2 separate regions of the Mus musculus genome follow, and region 1 is linked to region 2. Evidence: chromatin contacts called from public promoter capture Hi-C data. All regions are on one chromosome and are shown on one strand. The core of a region is the stretch at or near the end of the contact, and the rest is flanking DNA. Distances in the headings are between cores, read along the strand shown. Region 1 overlaps Glis1 (GLIS family zinc finger 1). Region 2 holds the start of Glis1 (GLIS family zinc finger 1).

Evidence for each region. Promoter capture Hi-C pulls out the DNA fragments that hold promoters and counts their contacts.
Region 1: a promoter capture Hi-C map of cranial neural crest shows a contact between it and region 2. The contact joins the enhancer-like site here to the promoter of Glis1 in region 2. A contact is called at or near these places in 6 of 39 promoter capture datasets (the 3T3-L1 cell line, cranial neural crest, frontonasal cranial neural crest and 2 more) and 1 of 15 datasets of contacts at CTCF or cohesin (the NIH/3T3 cell line).

The regions. Positions count from the first base shown.
Region 1 is chr4:107,534,008-107,539,626 of GRCm38.p6, forward strand. The region is part of intron 2 of Glis1 (GLIS family zinc finger 1); the gene reads left to right. Among named protein-coding and RNA genes, the nearest start is that of 4930552P06Rik, 61 kb to the right of the region's middle. Within about 2 kb of position 4,299, at least 15 of the 459 cell types and tissues checked have an H3K27ac peak or open chromatin away from gene starts, as enhancers often do. A contact at or near this core is called in second pharyngeal arch cranial neural crest, where this site is marked.
Region 2 is chr4:107,432,178-107,438,278 of GRCm38.p6, forward strand. Glis1 (GLIS family zinc finger 1) reads left to right here and starts at 2,542. Exons shown (of 11, transcript NM_147221.2): 1 at 2,542-2,720; 2 at 3,463-3,760. The coding sequence starts at 3,505. Gm46866 (Holliday junction resolvase MOC1, chloroplastic-like) reads right to left here and starts at 3,078. Exons shown (of 2, transcript XM_030253946.1): 1 at 2,103-3,078; 2 at 1,600-1,904. The coding sequence starts at 2,888. The coding sequence ends at 2,256.

The DNA.
Region 1 (5,619 bases), core at 3,049-5,548, 100 kb after region 2:
CAGGGTCTTTGCACTGTCCGGTTTCATCTACTCAGCTGTCCCCACCCCCACCTAGACATCTCCTGCTTCAGATGATTGCCTAAATGGGCTTCCACCTAGAGGCCCTCCCTGACACCTGTGTAAAGTGTGCCTCTCCTTCAGTCACCTCCTCCTTATTTCTTTCCTGTTTGGTTTTCCTATTTATCACTAACATTCTGTTTTGTGAGTGTATGTGTGAGTATGTGAGTGTGTGTACGCGCGCGCGCACACACACACGTGAATGCGTGTTCACATACATCACATGATACTGAAGACCATTCGAGGCAAGCTCTTCACTTTTGAGTTCTAGCTCCAACCTGTAATTTACCTATTTTATCTTTTGCTCCCCCCCCCTCCAGAACATGAGCCCCCATGAGAGCAGAAATTATTACCTATTTCATTCCCAGCTACATCTCCAGCTCCGAGAGCAAGCCCTGGCCCGTAGCAGGTGCTCAGGAAAGAATGTGCTGAGCAGATGATGAATGGACAGTGCCGTGCCGAGCCCAGGCACGTACATGAGATGTGTATGATCGTCGTTATTACTCTGCACGCTGCCCGGAGAGATGCTGGAAGCCCTGCCGCAGGGTCTGGGCGAGTGTAACACAGATGGGGACAATTGGTTAACTATTTGGGGAAAAAAAAACCATAAAGTTAAATCCTCACCAAATCATCTCACAAAATCCATTCCAGATGGATTAAGGGGTGAAGTGTGAAAAATGAAGACACACAAAAAATTAGGAGAGATTATAGGGGAGTACTGAGCTGACATCTAGCTGGAAGAGGAATAGGTTTACATAATGGCTGACGAAGGGATTGTAACTAAAAGACTGCTGAAGTGCTTCAGGTTGTAAACGTTTTTATATGTAAAACTTGGTCTTTCGCTCGGTATGCTGTCCCGTGCCTATAATCTCAGCATTGAGAAGCTGAGACAGGAGGATTGAAAGCTTGAGCCTAGCTGGGATACACATCTCAAAAAGTGAGACCTCATCTCAAAAATAATAAATGAATGAATGAATGAATGAATGAATGAATGAATGAATAAATAAATAAATAAATAAATAAATAAATAAAATGGGTATTTGCTTCAAAGACCAAAGGTGATAGTGTTTATATAGACTAAAAGATCCCCAGACCAAAAACAGAGACAGACAGGATGCTCGGGTATTTGTTCCCAGTCGTAACATCCAGGAAGAGGAAGTTGTGCCACCCTTTGTCACCAACGGGCTCACAGCCTCTGCTGGGCTACAGCAGGGATGCTCTCACGATGGCAACTTGACAGCGATGTTCCAGGAGCCTGGCAAGCATCCATCCACTTTGGTCCAGGAATTCCTCTCCTTGGAAGTAATCCTGGGGAAGCATTTGGAGCTGTGGACAGTGATTTATGTGCAGGGGGTGCTCATCCGGGTGTTATTTAATAAAAGCCAAAAATCGAAAGTGTCCGAAGTGCTTGACAACGGGAGAGCCAAGTGTGCATTGCTGACGTGACCAGACGTGTACTATTCAGAGGAGGCCTTTGGGAGAATCCCTGGGAGTAAAAGGAAAGGCTCAGCATTTGATAGGTTTGTAGTTTATAACAAATACTGACAAATGTGACTCTGTAGTAAGACCCCAGGTGTTTGTGCACATGTATGTATACGCATAACCACATACACGGTTGTAAGGAAAATGGATATATCATATTTTCATCAGTCTGAGAGATGGAATCTTTTTTAAAGGTTTCCCCAAGTTCACTAGAGATAAGCCTGTGCAGCAGTCAGCTCTGTGTGTCTCAGGGAAAGGAAAGCCTTGAGTGCAGGCACGGAGTCAGCTCTGTGTGTCTCAGGGAAAGGAAAGCCTTGAGTGCAGGCACGGAGTGGTCCTAAGGCTTCTATGTGTGCAGGAACGCTCTGCTCTCAGCTTTGTAGAATTCCCCAAGTTAGCAACTATTTATAGTCCAGAGGCTCCAGCCTTCATGGACCCTGTGTTCGAGGGCACAGCCTAACAGTGAGCAAATGTAACAGCGTGTGCCGGGAAGGATGACAGCAGGCAAGGCCCCTCACTGGATGTGTGATCCCAGGGACAAGAGACAGCCCAGTGTGCCTAGTGCACTGTCCTGCACAGATAAGGCATCGAGTAAGCTGGAAGGGAAGTGGGCTTGCTGTGCTTGAGCTGTGGGAGGAGGCTGGTGTGGGTGAAGCAGGAAGGGGTGAACAAGGTACCTATTGATGCGCCCCACCCCATCTTTGGATCCAGGCCTGTTCACATCGAAGCTGGTCTCACGCTTCACGCATCCTCGGGCATGCATGCACCCTGTCAACAGGTAGTAAGCCAGGCAGCAAGGCTGAGAGGCTGAATAAAGGACTCTGAGGAGTTAACAGTCTAGGAGCGGGACAGAAGAGCCATCAGTGGCACATGGTCCGACTGCTCTCTTGGCTTATTTATGGGACTGTGAACTGCAGATGTCTGGTGGGGTCTGGTGGTGGGAGGGCATCTGATCTGGGCTATGTAGGAGTGAATTTGCCAAGCTGAAGAAGGCAGAGTGGTAGTTGAGGCCACCACGAAACAGGAGGCATGGGCGGGGTTGCACGGCCAGAGTATGATCAAGAATAGCACATACCTTTAGCTGTCTGACTGGTGTGTGTGCATGATGGTACAGAGTCAAGTTAGAGAGGGTCTGAGGTGCCTAGCTGAACAGTTGAGACTTTTTTTTAAAATATGGTAGACACATGCAAGGTAGAGATGGTGCCAGGCTAGCCACTATGGCATCCCAGAGCCACCAAGATTTTGTCTGAAATCTGGGGCAGGACCTGGAACTGTGTCTCAGGAGCTGCCTTAGAGGTTGTGATGATATGCAAGGGGACTGAGATACCCATGCAAGGTGGGAGGCAGAGCCAGGGTTCAGTCCTCAGAGCCTTCCCCAGGATCTGCCCCTTCTGTTTCTGGGAGCTGGGTTTTGTTTTGTTTTTTTTGTCCCAGTACTTGAGCCTTGCTCATTAAGTGCCCCCTGTCTCTATGCTGTATGCTGTATCCTGCTTTGAGTGAGATCCTCAGCACACAGTGGACTGAACTGGCCTTGGATCTGCCAGATGATAAGAAATATGGGAATAGGAAGTCTTGACAGTAAAGGGGGTCCTGTGGTAGTGCACAGCCCTCTTGATTCAGGCCACGTTAGTTCATCTGCAGACCCTCAGGTTCCTGGTCTGTTCCCTAGAGCTGATAGTTCCGTCGGTGTCTGCGTGCCTGGTACTTTCAGTTCTGTCTTCAGAGTCACTACAGGGCAGGCACGGAGGTGTGTGGAGTGAATTAGTGAGGTGCTCTGTACATGGGAGCTTTCACCCTAGCATCTTTTGCCTGCCCCGGTTTATTTGAGGAGGGCCCCCTGGGGATGAGGCAAATGAAGTGTTATCTTTGTCTTGGGCAAAGAGACCCAGGTTAGGTACTGGCAGGAGCATAAACGTAGGAAATGGCCGTGGGAGGTGCCCTGGAAACATCACCTATGAGGCTAAAGGCCTACACGTGGAAGAACACCAATCTCTTAGGCTCCTACCACAAGCTGGGGAGCTTGCTACTACTGAGTCCCTAGCTCTCCCAAGTCCTCTAAGGCCCCCCTTTCACTACACTCTGTTAGAGGACTTTGGAGTCAGTTGACCAGGCGATGTAGCCTGGAACAGCACACCTTAAAGTCCTCATCCATAAAATGGGCACAGTTCTGCCTCCCATTCTTGGTACCTGGTCTATACAAATTGTATCAAGCTCACAGCCATGTTATCAGTGTTCATTCTATGTCCCTGCTCCTTCCCTGGTCCATCTCTTATCCAGGGGATGCTGGCAGAGGGTTCCTAGAGGGTCGCCAGCCAGGCCCCATTGGCCTTAAATTCTGCTATCTCTTCGAGATAATAAATAGGAACAAAACCCAAATCCATTATTAGCTTCTTCTAGACTGCATGATTTATGGCTTCAAAGTGTCTCTAGTTAATCTGTCGAAAGGAATTTTAAATTTCATCCGTCTTCCCCGCTGGCAGCCCCTTCTACCTTGAATTCAGCTGTTTGACATGTCTAGTACCGGAGTCCCATTTTAAAAACATTTACAGTGGGCCGGTGGAAAAAAAATCGGAGCTGAACGGCAAGCATGAGGCTCAATTTGGCACATCTGCTTTGAATTCCACGCATCTCCACAAGTGCAAATAACTTGAAAGTTCGCCCTGGGAAGAGGTCTGCTGTGCCCACGAGGGCTGCCTTAGGTGACTTTAAAGGAGAGAGGGATAATTACTGAAAATGAATTGTCACTGAAATAGAAACCTCCCGACCGGCCTGCTGACCATCTGCTGCTCACATGTGCAGGCTGCCCGCACCTCCCCCGCCCTGCTCTGGAACGCTGTGCTCGCTGGCTTTTAAATCTCTGCTTCCCAGGGCACTCAGGTGATGTTCTGGTCAAGACGGGATGGAACTGGGGTAGAGCTGCTCCGTTCCAGTCTATGGCTGTGGGACCCAGAATTTGGGTATAGGTGGAGATTGCCTAGAATTTGATCCTGTGCTCCAATGGGAAAGGCTCTGACAGTAGGCCCTAGGGACATGGGGTTGGGTCTGGGTCAGGCAAGCACACTAGAGAACGCATTTACATGGGATATGGTATGTATGTAGGTTAGATGACAACTTGCAAGAGTCATTTCTTTCTTTCCACCATGTGGAAAGTTCTAGGTATTGCACTCAGGCTGTTGGGCTTTAAGCCTTTACCCACTGAGCCATCTTGCCAGATGTGGCATGCTTTTAAATAAGGAGATGTGCTCTCAGGGTGGCAGTGTGGGATGATTCAGTCAGAAGATTTTCCAGAGTGGTTGAGGAAGGCCTCCCTGGCGAGCTCAGAATCCTTTGGGAGTGTCAGCCTCAGGGTATGGAGGCCACAAGAAGAGGCTTTGCAGCAGAGCGCAGCTGGAAGAACACTATCCATGGGTGAGGCTGCTGGCTGTCCAGGACAGCGTGGAGGGAGCTCCCAGCCAGGGCTGTGGTGGCAGCCCCTTGGGAAGTTAGGGGTTGTCTGCTATTTATTTGACTTGTCTCTAGCTGGATTAACAGCCCCACTAGCTACAGCGGTGGGAACTTCAGTATTTGGCCAGGCTCTAGTCACACCAATGAGAGGTGTGGGCACTGAACAGAGGAGGCTGGACCTTTGGCTCTGAGTCCTGTCTGTCTCTTGCTGTCCCCAGAACAGCCCTCTTCCAGCCTGCCATCCCACCGAGAGGCAGAGACAGTGCAATCATTGTCACAAGCCTTTCATGACACCGGTCAGTGGTCACTGGGACCCCCTCAGCCCTTCCAAGATCACCTGGCTATGGCATCTAGGGATGACCCAGACCCCTCTGAGGGAAGGCAGTTCATCTGACTGCAGGCTGCTATGAGCTTCTCTGAGATACTACCATGGCACCCATGACCTGTGGTAGTCTCAGGACCAGGACTTAGCCTGAACATGAATACTGTTTTTGCACCTCTCTGAGTGAGAATTTTAAGTTAAAACCAAGATTTTTAGTTTTTATTCAGCCCAATTGTTCAGCTTGTTGTTGTGTTCATCCATGTCTGTCCACACACAGGTATGTGTGACCCTGTGTTCTCTTGTGGATAGAGGAC
Region 2 (6,101 bases), core at 1,292-3,791:
TAGAAAGTCCTAATGTGTAGGAAAGTATAAAAATTAAAAGTACAGCCGGGCAGTGGTGGGCGCACGCCTTTAGTTCCAGCACTTGGGAGGCAGAGGCAGTCGGATTTCTGAGTTCGCCAGCCTGGTCTACAGAGTGAGTTCCAGGATAGCCAGGACTACAAAGAGAAACCCTGACTTAGAAGAAGAAGAAGAAGAAGGAGAAGGAGAGGGAGAGGGAGAGGGAGAGGGAGAGGGAGAGGGAGAGGGAGAGGGAGAGGGAGAGGGAGAGGGAGAGGGAGAGGGAGAAGGAAGGAGAGGGAGAAGGAGAAGGAGAAGGAGAAGGAGAAGGAGAAGGAGAAGAAGAGGAAGAAGAAAAGAAAAAAATTTAAAGTACAGGCTTCTTGTGTCTTCTCGACCCCTTGTCACTGGAAACGGGTCCTTTTCCTTCCTTCTAGGAAAACTGCACAAGCATACCAGGCTTGCACATTCACAAAATCATCCTGCTGCACACAGTGTTGGAGAGGCCCATTGAATGGAGAGTTCAGGCAGCTTACTACTTTGCCTGGCTACCTGCTGTAGCAGACCTGTGAACACTCACAAGGTCCCTAGTAGCTTCAAACACAAGGGCTGGTCAAAGGTAGCAAAGCAGTGAAGAATAAGTAAATGAGTTTGTTGCTGTTGGGAAATTTGGAGAGCTTTTGCCTGCTTGTCCTGTTATTTAAGTGACTCATTTGGCAACTGTTTCCAGTCTGAACTAAATGTACAGTGCTGTGTGTGTGTGTGTGTGTGTGAGTGCGCACATGCCGGGGAGAGCAGAGCAGAGCAGAGCGCTCAGCTCCTGGCCTTACAGACGGGCATAATAGCAAAGCTAGACCTTCCAGCTTTCTTGCTTCTTTGACGCATGAGGCAGAAACTAAGTAGGGCTATTTGTCTAAAGCCACAGACCTGTTGGCCAGAGCCAGGGTCCACACTTTAGAATTGAGGGTGGGGTGGGAGGGGGAGGTTCAAGTTCTGGGCGGGCAGTTGGTCAGTTTCCTCCTTTCTACTCATATCCACTCTGCCCTAAAGTGACAGTCCTCAATGACAAGTCTCCAGAAAGAGGCAAGGCCTCTGAGATGCCCATAACAGCTCATCGCCTGCACAGGTCGGCTGACACCTGCTCTTGGTAATAATGGGAGGAAGACACTGGCGTGGGAGTCGGAAGCCTGCGCTGCCACACCCTACCTACCTTGTTGCTTCTGGCCATGAATGTGGGGGTGGTGTTAAGTAAAATGTCAAGGTACTTCCAATTCCTTCTGCTGTTTCTAAGTCTCCAAACAAATAAGGTATAGGAAATTAAATCTTTTTTTAAAAAACTTTTTTTTTTCTTCCGAGACAGGGTTTCTCTGTATAGCCCTGGCTGTCCTGGAACTCACTTTGTAGACCAGGCTGGCCTCGAACTCAGAAATCCGCCTGCTGGGATTAAAGGCGTGTGCCAGCATGCCTGGCAAATCTTAACTTTTTGTGACTGGAAAAAAAAAATCTTTGTTTTGTTAAGATGCTGGGAAACTGCTTGGGTTGTCTTCCTGTGTGGAACCCCAGTCTGTGAACCAGGCCGGTTGCAGAAACACACTTCCACAGTTTAAGACTAAGGTCCTCTATTCTCAAACATTTTGTGCATAGTGGGAGATGTTGACAGCATGCAGAGACATTTTGGGGCTACCCTAGATCCTTCAGTAGACCCCAGAAAATCGGTCAGAGACATGAACGAACACCCCATTTTGCACGCTTCAGGGATGGGGGCTGACCCATTGCTTCTAGTCACTATGAAGCCTCATCAAGGGCTCTTCCTACAGTTGAGACCCTGCTGCCTGGAGCGCGGAGGACATGGCAAGGAATGGGTACAGGAGAACGCGGAGCTCCTCTCTCGTCTGGATGAACCCTTTCTAGAAAACAACACGAAAGTAAAGTGAGAAAGTGGGCTGAGGCCTGGGTTCAGATGACAAAGGCCAGCTTTGCTATGACTTGCAGTGAAATCTGTGCCACTTGAAGTGAGCTGGTTAGAGTCTGCAAAACCAAAACAACTTGTCAAGCACTTCTGTATTTGTTACCTCCGCTTAGCAGGTACCGCCATTCCCATTTACCCGGGAGAAAACGCGACCCGGGGAGGAGCAGAATCCCGCCGGGGAGCAGAGGAAGCCGGGTTGTGCTGGCTCTGCCTTCGGCTGGCCTCCTCCTCTGGCAGCCGCAGAGTCCGGCGGCGTCCCGGCAGCCGGCGTGCAGGGCTCCGGCCGCTGTCAAAACCTCAGCCTGGGCGCGCGCCGCCCCGCCCAGGCCCCCAGGCGAGCGGCACGCCCTCGAGCCGCCATTGGCTTGGTCCGGCAGCCCCCAAGAGTCGCGGCCCGAGCGGCTGTGGGCAGCAGCGGGCCGCCCCGCCCCCGGGGTGTCGCCCCGTAGGACGCGGCGGCCGTGGCGGTGGCGGCGGCGGCTGCGGGGGCTGCGGCGCCAGAGGAGGCGCGCCGTGCTGTGTGCCCCGCGAGCCGCTGCGCCCGCGGCGAGGTGAGAAGGGGCGCGGCCGGCGCCGGGGACCCAGTGGCGTCCGAATCCGGGAGCTCTGGGGTGGCGCGGGGCTCGCCGAGGGGCGAGGCGAATTTGGGGGCCCTGAGGCCTCGCTCTCGCGGGAATGATGCTGGAAATGATGCTGAGGCTCCGGCGTGAGACTTGCGGCTGCCGGCGGAGCGGAGTGTGAGCCGGTGAATGGGGTGTGTGGCATGGCTGGTCTCGGAGGGCGCATCGACGGGTCGCGAGTGTGCGTGCGAGCCGGCGTGCGTGGGCGACTCTGGCTGTGCGGGCTCCCGGGCGCCGGGGCTCCTGGATTTACGGCTCTCGAGTGCGCTTTGTGGGCTCGCGCAGTGGGCGTGCGCGCTCATCCTCAGCCCGGTGTCTGGCTAGTGGCGGGGCTCGCGGAAATTCTGCGTCTGCACCCGGCGGCGGTGCGTGTTCAGTGCCTGGGCTCTGCTCAGCCCGCCCCGGGGCACCTAGAGGTGCGCAGCCAGGGACCCATCTGAGTCTTTCCCTGCTCCCCTGTGACCCTGCTCTGGGAGTCAGGCTGCTGCCCTCTCCCTGTCCCTTTAGGGAATTCCGGACAGGAACTCCCATCCCATCCTAGTTTACTGCCCTCTCCCTGTCCCTTTAGGGAACTCCCATCCTATCCTTGGTCTTAGTTTTGCCATTCGTCTGAAGAGGGCTGACCCTGGGTGGAAGCGGATTAGGGTGGGAGGGCGCAGGGGATTCTCCGGAACGTGCGGGCCTAGGGCGACGGCAGCGAAAGCGGGACGACCACGGTGCGCGGGGTCAGGTGGCTCAGGGAATGGGGTCGGTGTGGTGACGCTAACTTTTTTTTTTTTTTTGAGATCAGGACTAAATAGAACGTGACTGCCCAAACTGTGATCTAGGGATGGAGTTTCCCGCTTTCTAAAGCTCGGTGCTTTCTTCCCTCCGCAGGAGCCTGGCGCGACCCCCAGCCGTGCGCCCCGCCCCGGCGCCATGCATTGCGAGGTGGCCGAGGCACTTTCGGACAAGAGGCCAAAGGAGGCCCCTGGTGCTCCTGGCCAGGGCCGCGGGCCTGTCAGCCTGGGAGCGCACATGGCCTTCAGGATTGCTGTGAGTGGTGGCGGCTGCGGGGACGGGAACCCGCTAGACCTGCTGCCTCGGCTACCGGTGCCACCACCACGTGCCCACGATCTCCTTCGGCCCCGGAGCCCTCGAGACTATGGTGTGTCCAAGACCGGCAGCGGGAAGGGTGAGTTCCACCGCACCAGTGTGCTGACCGCGGGCATGCTGAGGTCAGGTCTGTGGTACCGGTGTCTCTGCCACCGGCTCTGTAGGGATTCTAGAACTTCATGGAACTTCCTTAAGAGTTCCTTAATGTCTCAGTATCTCTGTAGTTGATTGGGACTCGCCTGTCAGTCTGAACTGATGCCTGGAAGCATCCAATTTAAACCAAATAGGCATGTTTGAGAAGGAGATGTGTATGTAGAAAGCTTACATTACATAATTTTGCTTCTATATGTTTCTGATGAAAGTCGTGTGAAATGTCAAAATTTTATTGTACATTAGTATCTAGTAATTTTTTCTAAGCAACGGAAGGCATATTTTGAACTATCACAGTCTCTCTAAGAAAGGAAGGAAGGAAGAAAGAAAGAAAAGACAAAACCAAATGGAGGATTTTAGTAGGACCTCTTCCTTAGGAACCTCAGTTTTCTCATCGGTCAAATTAGGAACTTATTATGCCAAATGATTTTTCTGACTCCTGACTTAAGTTCTTTTGAGCCTGTAATCTGGGTTGGGTCAAGTGTTGACTTAGAAGTGACTTTTCTGTGCTTGGTGAAGCCAAGGCAGGCCCAGAACCCGCTATGGGCAAATTCAGGGACAGGTGCTGGTAGACTCCTGAAGATATTCACCCAATCATAGTTAATTATTACCGACATGTTATTTATAGGTTTCATGTTAACAGATAATTAACCAGACATTAGAGATTGTTAAGGGATGTGCCGATCTGCCCGACCTGCCCTTTCGTTCCCCATTAGCCGAACCAGCAACTTTGGGGTTTGATCTCATCAGCTGCAGTACCTTTTTGGAATGAAAGCCAGTGTTTTGTAGTTGTAGACACCGCCAGCTCAGCACCTTAATCCAGCTTGCTTGCAGTTGCCAGCCTGGTTGGAAGACATAACTGTAGAGAGGTTTCTCTTCGGCTTTGTAGGAGAGAGGCGCTTCTTGTCTGCAGTCTCTTCTTGAATGTATTGAGTATTTTTGCTGGGATGCATATTTGAGGGAGAGAGAGAGCGAGCGAGCGAGCAGGAGGTTAGTAATGTTGGCTGCAGAGAGCTCCTCCGCTCCTGCGTTCCTTAAACAGTCCTTTCTCACAGTCATACCCATCTGCAGATCAAGGCTGCACCATCCTAGTGATGGTTGTCCCTCACATAAGTCTGTCTCCTTATCATTGGGAGCATTTCATTTGATACTTTGTATATTCCCTGTCTCTGTCCTTCTCAGCCTCAGTATGTTTTGTCCGCCCATTGACCCTATATAAAAGATCTTCACGTCAGGATGTCAGGGCTCCCTTTGGAAAGGACAGGGAAGGTAATCGATGGAAGAAGGAGATCCTTTCTTGGTACCTGAAGCTGGTCTTTCTGGTGACGGCCTCCCAGTGGCTTCTGAGTTGGTTTTCTTCACAGCTGTGAGGCTGTTGGGGGTGGAGTAGATGGCGCCCATTTGCAAGGTGAGAAAACTGAGAGGTCGCATCTGAGATCTGGAGCTCTGGCACAACTCGGGTTAGAGAGAGAGAGGGAAATCAGTCAGAGTCAGGCAAGGACGTCTGCGGGAAGAGCAGTTTTCTCCCAGTCTTCTCAGGCTGCCTTCTTAGAAACGTCATGGGTGAGAGGACACCTTCTCCGAGGCCTCCTCCCACCCAGAGAGTCCCCGGCTTCCCGGGCCTTTAAGAGTGTGTGCAGTCCAGCCCATCCACTCAGGCTTATTAGAAACAGACCAGGAGAGATGCCGACTGAAGCATATTTATTGTTGGAGCTGGAAAGATAAGACATCTAACTGCACTGGGTGGGACAGTTATTTCTCCCCTCTGAGCTCAGGCCTCCTCCTTCAGACTGACTTAGACTGAGATAGCCATGTGTTTGATGACCTCAGCCTCTGGATTCTCATTTGCATGGAGACGGTGATGATGCCCATCACAGGGCCCATAAAATGAGGTGGTGAGGATGCTATATAAACGGAGAAGGTCGCTTTTGTTAATACTTGCAGAGCACCGTGATAGCAACAAGCGGGATCGAAGCATAAGAAAGATTTAAAAATATTAAATGTGAAGGACTCTAATTCTGGTGCACTGGCTAGGAGAGGCCAAGAGGTGCTGTGCCTTGGGTCTTCGGTGGCCTCTGTTAGCCAGTGAATGGAGAGAAGACACCCATGCCTGGTGTGGAGTGAGGGTTTAAATGGTACATGCCTTCTGCCTTGAATTGACCTTAAGCACAGGAAGGGACTGAACTAATGAATATTTCCAGGTCTGCACTGGGAGGGACTAGGCATGGGGTGACATCATGGACTAACGTCGTCATCAGTCGTGATAAGAA